3 separate regions of the Zea mays genome follow, and all the other regions are linked to region 1. A link is a contact called in public Hi-C data. All regions are on one chromosome and are shown on one strand. The core of a region is the stretch at or near the end of the contact, and the rest is flanking DNA. Distances in the headings are between cores, read along the strand shown.

Region 1 (4,708 bases), core at 1,105-3,604:
TTTAGTGTTTCGGTGTTTATGTATGTCTGTCAGTTTTTAGTGTCTCGGTGTTTCAATAGAGAATGCAATATGTTGAGCACTAATTTGACCAAGCGGACGGTCCAGCCATGTAGGACGAACGGTCCGTGGTCCGGACAATCCACGCGTGCGCAGAATCAGTTATGATTCCGAGTTTCTCGCGGGATTAACTCAGAAATTGACTTGTAACGGGTCCAGACCTCACTTGTATATAGATGTAGGGCTACGACCAATTAACCCCCAACAATCAATTAATCAATCAATATACATCTAGTTCTTTACATTTTGCCCTAGAAGTAGACAGTAACTTAGATTTCTCTCTATGAATCTTCACTTCTCCTGGCTCTACGTTGTTTAGAGACGTCTTGGGTGGCCTACTGATCCTAAGATAAAGCCTAGGATCTCTCCTCCCCGACGGGTTCCTACATGGAGCAAGATCCAGACGTCGACGGCGAACTCCACTGCCCTGAGCACGTGCGGACCGTCCAGCCACCAGGCGCAGACTGTCCGGCTCGTGAGGCAGGAACCCTAGCCTCTGCGCCAGGTCGCAGACCATCCGACCCCTAGTCGCGGACTGTCCGCGTCTCCGCAGAGAGCAACGACGCCGATTCTCATTGCAGTGATTGACGCCCAGATCGACATCAATACAATCTAGCAACATTTTTCTAGTTCGTGTGTATGTCATGACACATTCAAACTTAAACAGTAGCATGCGTTTTCTTACAAAAGAACGGTTGGCCAATAGCTCAGGCGAACTAAGCAACACATGATGCAGTTGTCAGAACAAAGAGAGAAAGGTGACAAATATTTTAGTACATGACTATGATTGTCGTAGCTGCAATCCATAAAAAAAAATACAGTAGAAACTGTAGCCGCAGCCGGATTAAAGCCGTAACAATCCACAACGAGTGTAATGTTATTATTGTCCATTATAATGAGTAACTAGTGCAGTGGAGTATTTTAGCTAGGAAGTGAGCTTATACTATATTCAGCAGCTTACCCATAACTATATTCAAATTTCACTCTGCAAACAATACAATATACAATGCAGAATAATGCTTTTAGGTAAACTTTGAGTGAACTGTTAGAGATATTTTGAAATAGAGCGAGAAAAAGAAGATTTGGTTAATGCTACTTCTATTAGTTTGGATAATTAGAAAAGTCTAAAAAAAGAACCCTTTATTTTGAAAAACAAAGGGCGATGAATCAGGTCCGACAATGAGTTTTTCAAACAAGTTGTACAAGGAGCTCTAGGAACTCTAAATAGTTATTTGAATACCGAGTTATATTTCCGTATGATTCATGTTTAGGGGTGGATATCAAGCCAGCTCGGCTCGACTCGTTATACTAACGAGCTAAAATCTGGCTCGGCTCGTTAGGCTCGCGAGCCACAACTAAATACAAGGATCTACGTACATAAATATATATATATATAACCGAAAAATTACATTTTAAATGTTTAACACTACAAACCCAAAACCTTTATAATATTATTATTGTATCACTATACTAGCTTCTAACTTTTGATATTAAATTAAATAACCAAATATGTATTAACTTATATATTTACAAACCCTTGTTATAATAAGATAACAATAAACATCATTATAAAGCAATTCATCATCCATTCCACAAACATGTTAGCCATGCAATAATGCAAATATTTAAGCACATGTCACATCCACACATGTCCATATCACAGATCATAACTATGAGAAAACAAGACTGTAAGAGATGAGAGGACACCAACGATTAGACAAACTTGTGTTGTGGTTTGGCCCGTTTGGCTCGCGAGCTAGCTCACGAGCTAACCCGAGCTGGCTCATTAGAGAATCGAGCTAGAATGCTAGTTTGGCTCGCTACAAAATTAAAACGAGCCGAGTCGAGCCGAGCTACTAACGAGCCGAGTCGAGCGAGTTATTGAGCCACGAGTATTTCGTCCAGCCCTATTCATGCTAATACTGGCATTCCCGAGCCATAGAATGGAAGAGATAATTTAATTTATTAAGTTTGGACTTTGGTGTGACAATTGTGCGAGCGCATTGGCGAGCGGCGGCAAAGAAGAGAGACTAAAAAAAGCAATAAGAGTATCTCCAATAGCTTACCATTTTTATATCTATATTTAAATTTTACTTTATAAATAGTTTAGTCTACGATATAGAATGTTTTTAGTTAAAATTTGGATAGACTTGTTGCAGATGGACTGGTCTAAGACCGTTTACAGCAGTATATTCAAAGTTTACCTAAAAACATATTTTTACACTATTATGTATTGTATACTATTAGTAGAGTGTGGAATTTGAATATGAGTAAGGTGTCTAAACTCAAAGAAGGGCGCAAATCACTGAAGAATTCACGAGCTTCCCAAGCAAATGATCCGTCCGCTCCACCAATCCCGTCTCCCCCGACCACGGCCGCGCCTGGAGCGGCGGGCCGCGCGCGGCCACCCTCGCCGTCTCCACGCCACCGCGGCGAGCGCGGCGCCCACTCGCCCACCGGGCGCACCCTCCCCCACGTGTCCCCCCTGCCGCCTGAGGGCCCCGCCTGTCACCCACCGTCCCCGGGGTGGGCAGCCGAAAGCGACGCGTGAAGCGCTCTGCCCTGCCTGCTGCCCTCAGCGCTCGCCTCTCGTCACGCGCCCCCTTCACAACCCCCGATGCGATGGGTGCCCCTGCCCCTCGATAGTCGCGCCGCTCTCCTGCCCGTTCGGCCGTTCCCCATTTGCCTCGTCGCCCACCGCCCCATTAGCGCCGCCCTCCCCTATCCGACCCAACGCCGCCGCCGCCGCCGCATAGACCTCGCCGGCGCCTCTGCGCCGCCCCGTGGCCTCCAGAGGTGCTATTCGCGCGCGATCCGCCGCTGCGTCCGTCGCTCTGGCATCGATTCGGCGGCGCTGGGAGGTGAGATGGATCTCTACCGCTCGAATTGGCGCCGCTTTTGGGCCGTTTACGGGGGTTTTGTGGGGAATTTGCTTGTGAAATGGTTTGCCGGCCATGGAGTTTGGGGGGGGGGGGGGGTAGGTTCGGATTTGGGCGTGGGTGGTGGCTGTGCCGTATGAGATGTGAAGCTAGTTACAGGCGGCGAGCTGCTTTTGCAAGCTCTGATGCTTCTGCCGCAGAGTTGACAAGGTCCGAATGGGAGTCTGTCTGTCTTTGCAGCTCTGTTTCTTCTGCACTTGGGTAAAAACGCTGTGAACCCCAAAATTAGGAAGATTCAGTTCAGACGTGAGGATTAGGGGTGGGTGTCCGGTCTGAAATAGCAGTGGACCTTTGATGCCTCTGTTTGTCTTGGTCTGGTTCCAGTGATAGCTGTATCTTGTGCTAGGTTATGGTTATAGCAGTTCATCATATGAGCTTTTGGGGACCAGCAAGATATGGAAAATTCCTGGTAATTACTTAAGTATCATTTCACTGAATGAGTAATGCTAGCTAGTTGTGCAAAGCTGATTAGTAAGGCAAGATTATTAAAACGATAAAACATTGAAACGATCATAGGTGAAATTTTGACTTTTAAACGTTTAATTGTTTAAACGTAGTTTTAAGCAACACAGGAAAAATACCAATATATCATAATTTCAGACAACAACATGAAGTTAAATACCAAAACAACAAGGTTAGTGGCTTACCAAAACTTCACCCATGAGCCAGATTGGACCCCAAAAGTAACTAATAGACTGGGCAGCTAATGGTCTAAAACACATGAAACACTGCGTTTTACAGTTTAGAACGCCAAAACGCTAAAACACGGTTTCAACTTCTAATTAGAGTTTTGAACGTAGTTTAAACATTGTTGAAACATAGTTTTAATAACACTGTAGTAAGGGTTTATAGTGATCTTTCTTATTTGGTTTTGACTATTTATTGTGTTATGGCTTTGTATGCAAAGCTCCAATTTGGGTATTAATGTGATTATATTAACAAATTTATAAGCAACAACCAACAAATTCTGGCCAATCTTGTTTCTGTCATTTAGCTTTCACACAGGTTTATTTCCTATGCGATGGAAATTTCTTCATTTAGACTTACTGTGTAGATTCTAGTTTATTATGTTTGCATTTGCTCTTCCACAACAATATTATCCAAAGAGAAAAGGAAACTTTCGATTGAACCAACAACCAAAGTAAGATAAATATTTGTTGCAATATGCACCTTTCTTTGTTTGGGACCTTGAGCAGAACTGTTCATTGACATCTTAGTATATGTTATGCCTCAAAATGCCTACTGCTCTAATGCATCAGCACTCGTAGTGTTCTTATACTTGATTAAACTACACTTGATCTCATTTTAGATCTGACTCTGGTCCTGTGATCGCATATGTATTAGATCACAGTAGACAACAGTTAGTTTATATCTATTACACGTTGTCTCTTTTGAGTTGGGCTACTAATGAAAAAACATGTTCCTCATTTTGATTGCAGTATGTCTCTGGTGCAAGTGTGCTGAAGATGAAGGAGAGGAGCTCTTTATGTGAAAGTGCAGCCGATGGAAACTGGGGTTTGAAATATAAAAGGAAAAGAAGCAAGTTAACCGTTAGCCCATCTAATGAGAATGAGGCTACCTCACCAACATCTGACTCTCCAATGAGCCATGGTTCCACCAAAAAGAAGTTGAAGCATGACACTAACATTTCTCCATCAGCCAAGAAGATAAGAGGACACGATGGGGTGAATTGCTTACCAAATTACTTTTCA
Region 2 (4,708 bases), core at 1,475-3,974, 230 kb before region 1:
TTGGTGAAGCGCCGAAGGTGTAAACAGGAAAGCTTCGGCGAGACAGCAGCAGTTGAAACCGACTTAAAGATGAAAAGGCTATTTAGACCTCGACAGATTACTATAGGATTATTATCAAATGTAAAGGGCATTAATGTAATTTTGCACAGGCTGCGTCCCGTGCCTATAAATAGGTGAACAGTACTCCCGTACTGTTCACGCTGACTTGGCATTCGCTTTTTGCGTCACGCTTGTACTGTCATTTCATTCTGATTGAAGGTACACTTGTAATTCAACGATATTTCTGTTTATACCTAATAATAATATATAATTGTCCATGTTGTCTTTTATATTCTTTATATTTCATCCTTCGTCATTGTTTAATGAATTTATGAAGGTACGTCCTTCATAACCTTCGTCCGTAAACCATTATATCCTAAGGGAAATAATGCTTCGGAGGACGAAGGACCTTAACGATTAACATTTTCTATGTTGTCTTGTTCTTAACTCATAGCACTTGAGAACAAGTCCCCAACAGTAGATTGAAACATAAAAATAAAATTGCAGATCAAATTAGTGTACTAAGGTGTTCAAAAATCAAATGTGCAATTCTTTCCTCGAATATTGCATTAAGGATAAAAAGCTGGCGGTATAACAACTTACATGTTAAAATCAGAAGAAAATGATACAACATGTGCTAACTCTTATAGTAGGATTGCTGAAGGCTGAGGCAATATGGCAGATTATAAGCAAAAACTACTGACAACAGTAGATAAATGAATTTGCAAACATAACATGCCAAAGCATAAGAAGGGCAAGTGATAGAGCAATATAGGGATCAGAAGGACATACACATGGTTTTCATCAACTTGGAGAAGTCTTATGACAGAATACTAAGAAATGTTACGTGATGGACTTTGGACAAATATAAAGTTCCAACTAAACATGCTGGGTTCATTAAGGGCATGTACAACAATGTCGTGACTAGTGTTTGAACAAGTGATGGGACACAGATGACTTTCTTATTAAAATAGGACTACATCAAGAGTCAATTTTGAGGCCTCTTACCGTTTTGCCTTAGTGATGGATGAGGTCACAAGAGACATATAAGGGGATATCCCTTGGTATATACTTTTTGAGGACGATGTAGTGCTCATTGATGAAAGTCGGGCAGGATAATAGGAAACTAAACTTGTGGCATGAGACTCTAGAGTTCAAAAGTTTTAGATTCAATAGAAATAAAACAGAGTACGTGAGATGGGACTTCAACACTATACACAAGGAGATGTTAGTTTAAAAGGTCAAGAAATGCCCAAGGAGGATAACTTCCGTTATTTAGGATCAATGCTACGGAGAGATAGAGAGATAGGGGTATTGATTAGATGTTAGCCATAAAACAAAGCATGATGGAGGAAGTGGCACCAAACATTTGGCGTCTATGCAACCAGAGCATATCACGCAAACTAAAAGGAAACTTTTATATGACAGCAATTAGACCTGTTACATTGCATGGTGCAGGATATTAGGCTAAAAAGGCATCATGTTCAACGTTCAACAGATAATAAGTGTTGCGGAAATGTGTATATTATGTTGGATTTGTGGCTATATAAGAAGGGATCGAGTCCGAAATGATGATATACATGGGTACAGGTAGCACCAAATTGAAAAAAAAAGATTGTACAACATCAATTGAGATTGTTTGAATATATCCGATGTAGACCTCCAGAGACACCAATATATAGTGGGATACTAATACATGATAGTAATAGGAAGAGAGATAGGAGAAGACCGAAGTTAATATGGAAAGAGGAGACTAGAAAAGATGGAATATACTAAAGATCTAACTCTGAACAGAAATGAATAGAGAACAGCTATCGACGTGTATAAACCCTTAATTTGTGGCTTCAAACGATGATATACATGAGTACAGGTAGCACCAATTGAAAAAAAGTTTGTCCAACACCAATTGAGATTGTTTGGATATATCCGATGTAGACTTCTAACTTGGGCAAAGTCTTTGCTGTTGTTAAGATGCCATAAGCAAGTTAGCACTGTACCAATGTAGCGTTGCTCGTTGGCTAGCCTGGCGCGCTCAAGCATCTTGTCGAGGTCCTCCTTGAGCTTCTCGTCAAATTTTACCAGCTGGTTCACAAATACTGCACCGAGACCCATCCCCAACACATGCTCCCAAGGATCTATAACAATTTAGACACAATAAGCACGTGAGAATGAATCATCATATCTAAAAGGAGACTGGTACAAAGCACATACTGAAATCATGAATGGTAGGGTGGAATAGGGACCAAAGGGGTATCTCTTCGGCAGTATTGCCTCCTAAATCACGAAGAAATGGACTTCAACCCCAAAAAACAAGAACCATATCGCATCTAGGATCCCAAAGACCAAGGAAGGCGCCCAGACCAGACGAAACACCACGAGGGCAGGTGGAAATATCGCAGATCAGACGGAAATGGGGCGCCAGGACGACTCACGGAGCGCGGGACGCAATGCGTGATCAAGAAACGGAGAAATGAACAGGGGAATAGGAGAAAGGGAAGGGGAGAAAGGGATATACGGCGCATGTAGGGAAGCTTGCGGAGGGCGTTGGAGTACATCTGAGTGCCCAGTCCCAGGAGGGCGCCGATGATCGTCGGCGTCGCCGGCATCCTGCTGTTCTCCTGTCTCCTCGGGGCGAGGCTGCGGCGGTGGGGTGGACGACTGGACGGCAAGGTCGGGGAGAGTGCTGTGGGGACTTGTGAGTTGTGGCCGGAGAGGGACCTTCCTATCTGTTGGACTTCGTTGCTCTAGCCTGTGTGGGCCGCCAGTTGCGTAGGTCCAACGAGGGTGTGGTGCAGGCCGGAGAGCAAGAAGCCCATTGTGCTAAATACATGTTGCCCCAATTTGGCATTCGCAACTTCATTTGGTTTGCAATTTCCTCAGCATCGTTTTTAGTGTTCTTTTAAATAAACAGGGGCGTTGTGTTGTACTCCTTTACATCTAAATAAATATAAATATAAGATCTGTATCAGCCAAACTAACTAAAGTTTAACCAAAATTATATTGAATAGTGTTAATATTTATATCGTCAACTAAATTTATCATATTTGCTATTTAAAATATGATAGTTGTATAATTTAGATATAGAACATACTATCAAAAAAGGAAAATATTTTTTATACTAATCGCTTGTTTATTTTCTTTTTCCCAGAACTAGCTGACTAGCATATGACTCGTACTAACGCTATAATTCAACAACAGCAGAGAGAAAGGGTCGACAGCTACGGTGGTGACACGAGTGAGGGGACGCGGGGGTAGAGGGAGGGGAAGGCTGGGACTTCGAATGGGGGTAGTGGGGGATGAGGGATGAGAAATGATTTAAATAATATTGTACATTGGATTTGAGTGAACGAGATAAAAGAGTTATCTAGCGATTTGAATTATTGATTTTGATGTTGTGTTAAGTATAAGTGCAATTTGTCTAATGGATTTAATAAAAGTTATTGATGCGGGTGATTTGATTGGGTGGGTTTGTAAAATTTAAACTGGATCATAGTGGTATTCCGCATCCTCGGCAACCGGTACTTACGGCAATACTTCTTGCCGTCTCTCACTCTCTCTTGTTCCCGGCGAACTGGTGAGCTAGTGTGATTCACCGCGGTCGGTTATCTGAAACTTTATCTTGATTACTTACACACACTCATTATTATTTGTTGGTTTCTTCTCCGTGTGGTCGTCCATAAGCTAGCTCATCTGAAATTTTATCTTTAATTTGCAAGCAATCTAGTAACGAACTGCTGCAGCAGAAATCACACTTCTGCGCGCACTCAACTCATGCAAGAGGAACAAGTCTCAGTTACCAGCTGGCAGCAACACCATATACGTTTCAGCCTTTTAGTGCAGCCCTAGCAGCAAGAAATGCACTGTGCAAGGAACGTTGTTGAATTTTGTCAATTTATGCAGAGGCACACACAAAGTTTCTCCAACAACAAAAAAAATGCACTCTTCATATACTACTTGCAACAACACCTTAATTTGGTATCTTATCCAAGTATATGTGCACAATACCCTATATTATATTAGTATAATTCTGTCTTGCAAAGGATCTATATATATGTGTGTGTTATTTTAAAAATTCATTTTAACTCTTGTTTTTTATGTCTACAATCAAATAGACAATAATAAATCTAGACACATATATAAAATACATATATTAACGGTTGTACGAATGCATTAGCACATAATTTTAACTCGGATAGAGCGATGTTTTTTTTAAGAATCTGTTCTATTTTCTTGTGTCCCAAATGTTCAGTAACTCGTGGAACCCAATTAACTGTGACAACTTACTTGCGAATAAGGGGGTGTTTGGAGGACTAGTTTTTTTAATCTCTAAATTAATAAATACAGAAATTAAATAGAGCTTTAGTTTCTGTATTTAATAATTTATGAAATAAAATAAAGGAACTAAAAAATAGTTCCTACAAACTAAACACCTATAAAACGAAAGTTGTAAAAAGAAATGTGTCACATGCATGTTTTTCACTGCTCGTCTTTCATTCATTCATATATAAAACTGGGCAGGGGACGGGCACAGGTGATGTCACCACGGTAGCCATGAGGCATCTACGCAACACATGACGGACAGGCTTTTCAGCAGGTTCTGTTGTGGTCGAGTCGACGACGAATGCTGACCTGTTCAGTGAGCCGCAGCCGAACGGTTATCCGACCAAGG
Region 3 (4,708 bases), core at 1,642-4,141, 210 kb before region 1:
AAGCCTGACGGGCCCTACGAGACCCTATTTAAAGCGACAAAAATTCCAAAACTGTCTAAATGCTTCGCTCCCGCCTTACTCCAACTAATCAACTCATCTAGAAACAACCTCTTTGTCAAATTAATGGAAGGGCTCACTCCATCAAAAACAGCCCTATTACGAGAGAGCCACAAGTAGGAATTACTTCATTCCATTACTTCATCAATAATAGCTGTTTATCAATGTTAGTTATTTTATTTTTGCTCAGAAAAAAGTATACAAGTAGGAATTACTTCATTCCATTGCTGTAGTTTACTGTGACAATAAAGTAATACTTGGTTTTCATTGCCTAGCCTAGCCTAGCTTAGCCGCCTAGCCTTGCTAATGGATGAAGGGCCATTTGGCTATCAAAAGCAGAAACACTTGGGTGCAAAAGGTGAGTGGACGGAAATAAACACACTTCATGCCAACTAATTTTGCCAGGCAAGGTGAGGCATGACAACCAGAAATGAACTAAAGTTAGAAAAAGTTTCTTCGTACCCAGTATTGGCACATTTTGCTTTTCCTAAACTGTGGTGACTGGTGGCCAAATTGGTGAAGTGTGGTGACATTGAAACAGCCTCAACATAGAATGATACCACCAGGTTGCTCCCTGTTGGGAATCCATGAAAAATTAATCATGCAAAAATGGCAGCAATGGTGTGTAGTTACTAGTTACCTTGCATTTACCATGTGAATTTATCTACCATAGTAGCCTGTGACTAATATCATATGCGCCATTTTAGAAGTACAAAGAAGATACACACACATATACATCCACATCCACATACACATGAACATCTCTTGCACATAAAATAGACTAAAAATCAGTGAAACCTAGGCCTCCTGAGCACAGTATGCAGGCAGACCCAGTGTCGGAGGCTTCCACATGACCCAGTGCCTAAGCACAAGTATGCACTATCACATTAAATTATTAAAACCCATGGTTGTGTGTACTTTTTACAACGAATGAATGAATCCAGGATGTAATTTCCAGAACAACAGGGAGGTGTGGGTCACACAGATTCAATTCATTTTAAACTCAGGTTTGAGTGTCTGTTTTTATTATATGTAATGACACCTGGTTCTTCCTAGGTTGGTCGAGTTTATTTCTTTAATCCCATAAACAACTAACACGGAGTGTCATGGGGATATGTAACCTAAGATAAACCGTAAGAAAATATCCTGAAATTTGTCTCACTGGAGACCAAAACTGGGATGAGTGCTACTTGAGCGTTGATGGCCTACTGGTAAGGCTTGTTTGCATATGATGTGCAAAATTATGAATCCTTTTTAGAATCAAAACATAACATACATAACTTTTCAAACATTTATTTCCCTCCAAGAACACAAAAACAAAAGGTAAACACAAAAAACACCAGGACCTGTTATATGTAATCCATTAGGGTCTTAGGGGTCATTAGGATATTGTCAACATGTTGCATATATGGTGAAAATAGTATAGTGGACCCACATAGAGAATTAGGAAGGGTTCTCCTTGCCACCCCTGTAAATCTTATTAGGCCATCTTCAGCTAGGGTGGGTAAGTGGGTTTTAACATCGGCATGGTAACTTTCAATTCCATATGACATCATACACTGTGGAGTGAAATAAAGGAACCTTTCCCAGATCCAGCTTAATCCTTAAGACTCCATAAATCAGCCTCTAATCTTTCTTGAAATGCATCAGTTTAACCAAATGTCCAACAGCACAAGAGTTCCTACACGACTCAAGCGGCAACCGCGATGGAGTCAGGTGAAATATTTATGTTTCACCAAATAAATTTTGTGTTTATGTTGAACCACATAACTCCTTGATCTAATAACACACTAATGTTTCCAAGTTCAAGCCAAGATAATAACACCTAATTAGCACCTGACCCTAATCCATATACCTCCCAGCCCACATGGTTCAAATATCAGCTTAACTGAAATCAGTAACCAAAAGAACTCTGGACTGGAGTCTAAACATGTGAACAGCTCTAAATACCGTTATTAGGCTAATACATGGTTCTTAAAGCGGTAAGGTGGTCCAAGGCGTTGGAGCACCGCCTGGACGCCTAGGCGAGGTAGGCGGGCAAGGCGCCTAGGCGTTAGACCACCGCCTGGACGCCTAGGCGACGCCTTAAGAACAGAGGGCTAATAGCTGTGCTACCGAAACAAGAGTGCAAGGGAACTCCAGGCCATTTCTAGCTGAAACAAACTAATTTCATGGCCCATCCTCCAATCCCCTACCAAACCAAGTGAGCCCACCAGCTACCGCCAACATCGCAATGCAATGCAAATTAAAATAGCTCGACGCCTCGACCTTAGCCGAACCAGAGCAGAAAAATCGGCGATGTCAGCAACTCTGCACCTGAAGCATCCGTGCGAATTCCTCGTCGGACTTCTCCTGCGCCCTGGCCGCTGCCCCGTCGTCCTCCCCCTCCTCGCCGATAGCAAGGAGGCGCAGGCGCTCAGAGACGGCTTCCAGGTCGGTGCCGTCGTCCACCACCGACCCATCCGCCTCCACCACGATCTGCAAGCACGACCGGGAAGTGGGAAGCAGTGCAGGCGTCAGTGGCGTCCGGATCGCGCCGAAACTATGGGATCGGGACTAGGGAAGGGGTGCTGCGGACCTTCTGGAGGTCGGGCGGGACGGCGGTGAGGGAAAAGATCTGGAGGCGGAGGACGTCGAGGCCGTGCTCCGTGTCGTACTCCACCTCGTGCTGTTGCTCCTCCGCCGCCTCGGCTGATCCTCCGGCTGCGGGGCCATGCCGGACCACGAAGCGGCGAGCCACCATAGCGTTGCCTCCGCGCCCGCGTGGACCTGTGCTGCCGTCCTGCCGAGTCTACCCGTAGTTAGATGGGCGCGACTGGAAAAGATGCGCGCGACTGGTACATCTTAATTATGTTTCTATATTATATTAAGTGGAATATGATATATAAAACAATTGGCTACGCCAAATATGACAGCATACATAATCTCATACATATAAGGTGCTCACATATCTAGCTTTCATTGTATGATGCTCGAGAGCGGATCTAGATAAAACAACTATTAGTGTCATCTCTATTAAATTATAAAATCATCAACTCATTTAAATGCTAACAAACATACATTTTAATAAAAATTACTAAAATTCATTGGTGTCACATGACACCACAAAAAGTGCTAATAAGTATACATTTGTTTCCCTAGATTCCATATATATGTACATATTCCGCTCTGTTTCCTTTTGAACATTTGGATATTGATACAACTCTCTTCCATAATAAGTACGTAGATTATCACCCAGAAAACTTTCTCTATTATGTTTTACATCATCAATTCTAACAACACTTATAAACTAGCCTAGATGCTTAACAAAACGCGCCCAAGGATGCGCTAGGCCGCCAGCTACTAGTTACATAATAGAATGCGTAGTCGGGTAGGTTAGCATTTTGGCCCGCCGCTGCGGGGACCATTTTGTACTTTCGTAGGAATTCTGATGGCAGGAGAAACGTTTCAAATTCAGAATATCTATAAAAATATTTATACAAAACATTATTGTTTGTTAAAATCATTTAGTGGTCTGTCTAAATTGAGTTTCTAAAAGAGAAGAATATGGTGGAATCAGGGATTACCTTTTCGCTTGCAAATTCCAAAAAAAGATTTTGTTAACTAAAATTTGATTTTTTATATTTTAGAATTATGAACCGAAATATAATAAAACGGAAGGGTTTTCTCTTCTCGTTAAGTACCGATAACGGTAACTTTTACTGAAAATCGATACTTACCGGTTGAGATTGCAATCGCTGGGTGGAATACACTAGCATGCTCCCGCCCGACTCTCCTCGCCACACTCTCCTCTCTCCCACAATCCCCGCGGCCTCGCCCAGATCACCGCCCCGGCTCCCTAGAAATTCGCCCCAGATCGTCGCCCCAGCTCTCGATCCTCGCCCATGCTCTCCATAGAAGGCGAGTCCACGATGCTCGTGTCGTCCCTAAACCCAGCCCCGGCTCTCCGCGTCTGCGACAACCCGATCTCCATGGAAGGCGCGTCCTCTGCCCCTGAAAGGGAATTAGGCTTACACCTATTTTCCTAATTGATTTTGGTGGTTGAATTGCCCAACACAAATAATTGGACTAGCTAGTTTGCTCTAGTCTATAAGTTATACAGGTGCCAAAGGTTCACACTAAGCCAATAAAAAGACCAAGAAATTGGTTCAACAAAGAGAGCAAGGGATAACCGAAGTGTGCCCTGGTCTGGCGCACCGGACTGTCCGGTGTGCCACCGGACAGTGTCCGGTGCACCAGGGGACTCCAAGCTGAACTCTTCACCTTCGGAAATTCTCAGAGGCGCTTCGCTATAATTCACCGGACTGTCCGGTGCACCACCGGACAGTGTCCGGTGCCCCAGAGGAGAGCGACTCTGAACTCACCAGCTTCGGGAATCCGCTCCGCTATAATTCACCGGACATGTCCAGTGCACACCGGACTGTCCGGTGAGCCAGCGGAGCAACGGCTACTTCGCGCGCAACGGTCGACTGCAACGCATTAAATGCGCGCCTGCGCACGCAGAGGAGCAGGGCACGCGCGGGTGGCACATCGGACAGTCTACAGAACTTGTCCGGTGCGCCACCGGACAGCCAGGCGAGCCCACAAGTCAGAGCTCCAACGGTCGGAACCCAACGGCCTGGTGACGTGGCTGGCGCACCGAACAGTGTCC

The links. Hi-C and Micro-C count contacts between places; a contact is called where the count stands out from the background.
Region 2: a contact with region 1 is called in a Hi-C map of leaf, with 2.9 times the contacts expected there. The contact joins the promoter of LOC100276162 here to the promoter of LOC103647692 in region 1. A contact is called at or near these places in 3 of 25 Hi-C or Micro-C datasets (ear and leaf).
Region 3: a Hi-C map of ear shows a contact between it and region 1, with 2.1 times the contacts expected there. The contact joins the promoter of LOC100304380 here to the promoter of LOC103647692 in region 1. A contact is called at or near these places in 2 of 25 Hi-C or Micro-C datasets (ear and leaf).

Annotation. Positions count from the first base shown.
Region 1 is chr2:207,764,508-207,769,215 of Zm-B73-REFERENCE-NAM-5.0, forward strand. It overlaps LOC103647692 (protein CHROMATIN REMODELING 4), which reads left to right and starts at 2,355. Exons shown (of 11, transcript XM_008672203.4): 1 at 2,355-2,918; 2 at 4,436-4,681. The coding sequence starts at 4,463.
Region 2 is chr2:207,531,731-207,536,438 of Zm-B73-REFERENCE-NAM-5.0, forward strand. LOC100276162 reads right to left here and starts at 2,725. Exons shown (of 3, transcript NM_001360977.1): 1 at 2,555-2,725; 2 at 2,037-2,174. The coding sequence starts at 2,645.
Region 3 is chr2:207,552,984-207,557,691 of Zm-B73-REFERENCE-NAM-5.0, forward strand. LOC100304380 reads right to left here and starts at 2,892. Exons shown (of 16, transcript NM_001361416.1): 1 at 2,636-2,892; 2 at 2,374-2,535. The coding sequence starts at 2,800.